Linked DNA regions of Sus scrofa: region 2 is linked to region 1. Evidence: chromatin contacts called from public Hi-C data. All regions are on one chromosome and are shown on one strand. The core of a region is the stretch at or near the end of the contact, and the rest is flanking DNA. Distances in the headings are between cores, read along the strand shown. Region 1 holds the start of PPFIA3 (liprin-alpha-3). Region 2 overlaps TRPM4 (transient receptor potential cation channel subfamily M member 4).

Evidence for each region. A called contact is a pair of places that touch in the nucleus more often than the background predicts.
Region 2: a Hi-C map of fetal liver shows a contact between it and region 1, with 1.7 times the contacts expected there. The contact joins the enhancer-like site here to the promoter of PPFIA3 in region 1. A contact is called at or near these places in 1 of 5 promoter capture datasets (fetal liver) and 6 of 47 Hi-C or Micro-C datasets (embryonic fibroblasts, epiblast stem cells, fetal liver and 3 more).

Annotation. Positions count from the first base shown.
Region 1 is chr6:54,312,618-54,315,317 of Sscrofa11.1, forward strand. It overlaps PPFIA3 (liprin-alpha-3), which reads left to right and starts at 1,364. Exons shown (of 30, transcript XM_005664703.3): 1 at 1,364-1,745. LIN7B (lin-7 homolog B, crumbs cell polarity complex component) reads left to right here. Exons shown (of 6, transcript NM_001244232.1): 5 at 1-60; 6 at 419-521. The coding sequence ends at 440.
Region 2 is chr6:54,375,086-54,377,785 of Sscrofa11.1, forward strand. It overlaps TRPM4 (transient receptor potential cation channel subfamily M member 4), which reads left to right. Exons shown (of 24, transcript XM_021094712.1): 21 at 814-1,022; 22 at 1,254-1,386; 23 at 1,596-1,668; 24 at 1,761-2,472. The coding sequence ends at 1,871. Among named protein-coding and RNA genes, the nearest start is that of TRPM4, 34 kb to the left of the region's middle. Within about 2 kb of position 1,441, at least 7 of the 83 cell types and tissues checked have an H3K27ac peak or open chromatin away from gene starts, as enhancers often do. A contact at or near this core is called in fetal liver, where this site is marked.

The DNA of each region.
Region 1 (2,700 bases), core at 114-2,613:
GGAGGCTCGCTTTGAGAAGATGCGCTCTGCCCGCCGGCGCCAGCAACATCAGAGCTACTCGTGAGCCCTTTGCCACCATACCCCTGGGGCCTTCACTGCCTCCCCTACCTCCACACTCCCACACCAAGCCAATGATTTCTGAGACCTTGGTTGCTACCCCCACCCCCTCCCACCTCCCTGGCTCCTTTCCCTGGGATTCTGACCCTTGACCCAGGCTCTCACCCCAAGCTCCTTGAACTGAATACCTTGGGGATCCTTAGCTCGCTCCCATCCCGAGATCGGCAGCCTGCTCTCTCTGGAATCCCTCAACCCCCTTCCCTGGGTCCTTGGCTCGGGAACCCTAGTCCTGGCTCTGTCCCAGTGCCTCCCCAGGTCCCCTCCCCTGAGCCTGGCTCCCCTCTCTTCACCCTCCTTGCAGGTCCTTGGAGTCTCGAGGCTGAAACCACAGATCTGGACCCTCACCCCCTCCCCTGTACAGTATTTATGTCACCAGCTCCTTATTTAAAGATCTTTGACCCTCATTGAGTGTCTGTGATTGTCCTGCATCGGGGGATTGAGTGTCTGGAGATGGGGAGGGAGAGAAGCTGAGGTGGAGACTAGACCCTGAAGACCTTTTCAGATTCTAAGAGCAGAGCTAAAGACTTTTCCCCAGGTCGGCTTCGGAGCGACAAGTCCAAGGACGGCGGCTGGGACCCAGTCGGGGTCTGAGTGCGGGGGTCGGCAGACAGTAGCCCCTACCCCTCAAAGATCCTGAGGGCAGGGGCCAAGCCCCCTTCCTCCGTAACTGGTCGGACAGAAGAGTCCTAAAACTCTGCTCGAGTCAGTGGGCGGCTTCGGTGTGGGCGGGGCGGAGCGAACCATCAGCCTAGTCCGCCGGGGGAGCCCTGCCGGCCCTACAATCGTCTGCGTGGGCGGGGTGGGGGATGCCACGTGCAGTTCCCGAGGCGGGCGCAAGGGGTGCAGAAAAAGGTGCACGTCGACCCGGCTTTCACCCCATCTTCCAACCCAAACGCGTGTCTCCGGGAGCCTCCTGCGCCTTAAAACCCATCCTTTACTCCCACCTCGCCGCCCGCCCAACCCTCCTGTCCCGTGCGGGGTAAGGACCGGCGAGCGCCAGAGCCGGAATCCAGGGTCGCGACTCGTATTCCACGCCGCGCGCCACTCGCTCCAGGTGACATCATCCCCCTGCCGGGCTCCGCCTCCCGCCCCAGCCGCCTCACGCCGCGTGCCTATTGGCCCACGCGCCTTGAGTTCCGCCTCCCGCTCACCGCCCGCGCGGCCCCGCCCAGCCAGTGTGGAGGCGGGGTTTAACCGCCGGCCGGCGCCAACACCTCCTCTCATTGGCCATTCGGCGCCGTCTGTCAGTCTCCTGTTAAAGGGGCCATGACCGCCTGGGAGCTGGTTGGGGGAGGAGGGAGGAGGAATTTTTTGGCGGGGGAAGGTGGGATTTGGGGGGCGCTGGTGAGCGCCCCTGGATCTGGCGGCTGCGGCCTCGCGGGGGAGGCTGAACGGTGACAGGGGCAGGGGGCTGTTTTAGGGGGTAGAGGGTTGCGAGACCGTGAAGGGGAGAGGGGTCCCCAGCGCCTAAGCCGGAGCAAGAGACGCGGAGCCCGCGCGAGCGGCGGAGACAGGGCTCCGGAGCCACAGATCCGGGCCCCGGCCGCCGCCAGGGGCCCCGCCCGGTCCCCCACCCCACCCCACGTCCCTCCTGCAGCCCAGCTCCGCCCGCAGCCGCCGCGGACCAGGTAGGTAAGAGCCCAGCCCGGCCCGCTTGGCAGCGCCCACCCCGGGGACCCCTCACCGAGCTTCCCCCACCTTCCCAAGAACCTGGATTCCCTTCTTCATCCCCGGGGACCTCAGAGCCCAGATATCACAGCCCGAACCCAGAGACTCAGGCATGCCCCTCCCGGCTCTCAGAGTCCCCAGCAGAACCCTAGAATCCCAGGCGTATTTCCGCCTTGTGCCTCCTCCGGGGTCCAGGAGCCTGAATTTCCCAGTTCAGCCCTGGATACCCCCCTGGACCTAGATCCTCCTCCTCGGCCCAGACCTGGCAGCTCCAGACACCGGCCGCGGCTGTGTCAGACTCCCCCAGCTAGGGCCGGACGCCCCCCCCGTCGCGTCCGCATAGTCCCCCGTTGGTGCACCCCGTCTGCCCATCTCCGGTCCTCCGGCTTGAACAGCCGGCCGAGTCCCTCAGTCCAGGCCGGACTGGCGGCCGCCCTGGACACAGGCCCGCTCTGGAGCTGTCCATGGTCACCGTTCTCGGCAGCCTCGCCTCCCCCATCTCTTGGTGCTGCCGCCGCCGGGGGAGGGGGCGCCGGCAGCGCGGGGATCCCCCCCGCCGCGCCTTTGACCCGGGGATACCCGGGCCCTCCCCGACCTGGGCGCCGGGGCCTCAGGGTTCTGCTGGCTAAGATCTCAGCTCCATCCTCAGCACCCCAGCTTTCAGAGACCCCAACTGCTTCTTAAGGAGTCAGAGCTTCTGAATGTTCCTGCCTGGTCCACCTTAGGGATCTTGGCATCCGGGGATCCAGCTCCCACCCGGCTCTGGAAGCCCTGTCAATCCTCACCTCCTCTGGCGAAAGGCCCCCGGCTGGTAGCCCTCACCCCCTCAGGATCTAGGAATCTAGTTTCCTAGCCTTTCCCCTCTTTAGAGACCCTCAGACAAATATATCCAGCCTCCTGGCACCCCAGCATCTG
Region 2 (2,700 bases), core at 191-2,690, 63 kb after region 1:
GAATCTGTGTCCTCATGGGTGTTAGTCAGAGTCGTTAACCACTGAGCCAAGACAGGAAGTCTTCTGATTCAAATCTAATGCTGGCTTGTCCCCAAATTCAGCCAAAGTCTGCTCCTGACCTGGACTTTGGAATCTTCTCTCTGAGCCCAGTTAGAATATTTTAATTTCTTTTTATTGTGGCAAAGTAAATGTAACATAAAGGCTGCCTTTGTGTGTGTGTGTGTGTGTGTCTTTTTCGGGCCACACTCCTGGCATATGGAAGTTTCCAGGCTAGGGGTCGAATCATAGCTACAGCTGCCGGCCTACACCACAGCCACAGCCACAGCAACTCAGGATCCAAGCTGCATCTTCGACCTACACCACAGTTCATGGCAACGCCAGATCCTCAACCCACTGAGCGAGGCCAGGGATCAAACCTGCAACCTCATGGTTCCTAGTTGGATTCATTTCCGCTGTGCCACAATGGGAACTTCCTGGCATACAATTATCGATAGTATTCTCTTATAATCCCTTTTATTTCTATAATGTTGATAGCAATGTCCCCATTTTCATTTCTGATTTTAATTATTGGTGTCCAGGCTGACTTTTGAACCGACTCCAACCTCTACCTTAATTCATGACAGCTTTCCCAACTTGACATCTGACCCTGGGCCCTCCTAACCCAACTACTGATTGGATCCTGTACTAACCACTGACTGTATGAATCCTGAGATCCACCTGCCGCCTTGGACTTCAAACAGCCATTGCCTTACAGCTAACCCTGATCCTGGGTTTCTGAAGGTGCTTTGACCTCCTGACCTCTGGTCTCCACAGCCACACCTTCGGCAAAGTTCAGGGCAACAGCGACCTCTACTGGAAGGCGCAGCGATACAGCCTCATCCGAGAATTTCACTCCAGGCCCGCGCTGGCCCCGCCCCTCATCGTCATCTCGCACGTGCGCTCCCTCATCCGTCGACTGCGAAGGCGCCGGGCCCGCTTGCCATCTTCCCCAGAGCCATCTTCCCCAGACTCCGAGCATTTTCGTGAGAGTCGGGCTTGGCCCTAAAGAAACCCAGGGAGTGGGACCTGGAGAAAGAGAAGGGCATGCATAGGAGGGGGACGGCCAGGACCACTGCAGGGCGTGGGGTGTTAGCGGGGCGTGGTCTGGGAGATCACAAATGCTACTGAGTGTTGGGTGGGGTAGCTGGGTCTGGGAGCAGGCGTGGCCCGAGGACCTGCGGGCCCTTTGACGCCATCCTGACTTCACCACCCAGGGGTCATCCTCTCGAAGGAAGCGGAGCGGAGGCTGTTGACCTGGGAGTCAGTGCAAAAGGAGAATTTCCTGCTGGCCTGTGCTCGGGACAATCGGGACAGTGACTCGGAACGTCTAAAGCGCACGTCCCAGAAGTGAGGGCGGGGCCTGCGTGTGGGTGGGGCTTCTGGCCTCAGGGGCGGATCCCATGATTTAGGACCTGTAAGGGCCCAGGCTAGAGGCGGAGCCTGAGGGGGTAGGGTCCTGGAAGGCTGGGGAGGACAGCTGAGCTCCAGGGGCTGCGTCCTCCAAGATGGGCGGAGCTGTTAGGCTGCTGCGCAGACCTGAACCTTTGGATCCCCAGGGTGGACACAGCGCTGAAGCAGCTGAGACAAATACGCGAGTATGAGCAGCGCCTGAAAGGGCTGGAACAGGAGGTGAGGATCCCGGGCCACGCCAGGGGAGTATGGCTGGAGGGAGGAGCAGTAGGGTTCGGTGTAGCGCCCTGATGTCCCCCCTTGCTCTCCAGGTCCAGCACTGTAGCCGCGTCCTGGGCTGGGTCGCTGAGGCCCTGAGCCGCTCTGCGTTGCTTCCCCCAGGAGGACCGCCGCCCCCAAGCCCGCCTGGGCCCAAAGATTAGTGTGTAGGGTCTACCTGCCTGTATTTGCAGCCTCAGTCACTCCTTACGTCTGTTTCCCTGTCTTTTACTGCCCTTCCTTTGTTCCTGGTTCCCTCCAGGTCTCCTTTGGGCTTTTTGTGCGTCTTTCTTTTTGCTAGTCTCTAATTTTTTCTGTTCTCCCCTCCATGCCCATGACCTGTTCTGTCTTCCCTCAGACTGAGCTCTGCTGGGGGACCTCAAAGAGTAGCAGCCATTGGGAGTTTTGCTCCCAGAATAAGGCCTAGCAGGTCTGTGACCCCTGCACCTGGCTAGAAGGTCCCTAACCCCTGTACCTGGCAACCTTGTCCTTTGGTGAACCCCATGGCTCTGGACCACCACTTTGGCCGCTGCTCTCAGGATCACTGCAGGGAGTGTCATCCGTGCAAACCACAGCAGGCCTGGCTTCTCCCAGAACCGGCCCCACTCTGGGTGGATTAGCCTCTGGAGCCCAGGCCTTGCCTCTCCGAAGGCTGTACCGCAGCCCACCGGGCTGGAGAAGGCCACAGGGTCGTCAAGGTATAGAAACCACAGAGCCCACTCGCTGTTCCCCACACTGGGGAAATAAAGCCCTTTGAGAAGAGTAGGGTCTGGATGCTTGATTCTTGGGGAAGTGGTGGGTGTCTAGATCCTTTGGGGCTGGGGGCTGAAGCCGGGGGTGGGGGAGCTATTTGGGGTCCCTGGTCCGTTTGCTGCTGTATTTCAGTTATCCCCAGGGCCATCTCCTCCTCTCAGCCCCACTGTTCCTGCCTGACTCAGGCTCAGCACCTCTTGTCTGCACTATTTGGATGACTCTCACTTTGGGCGGGGGGGG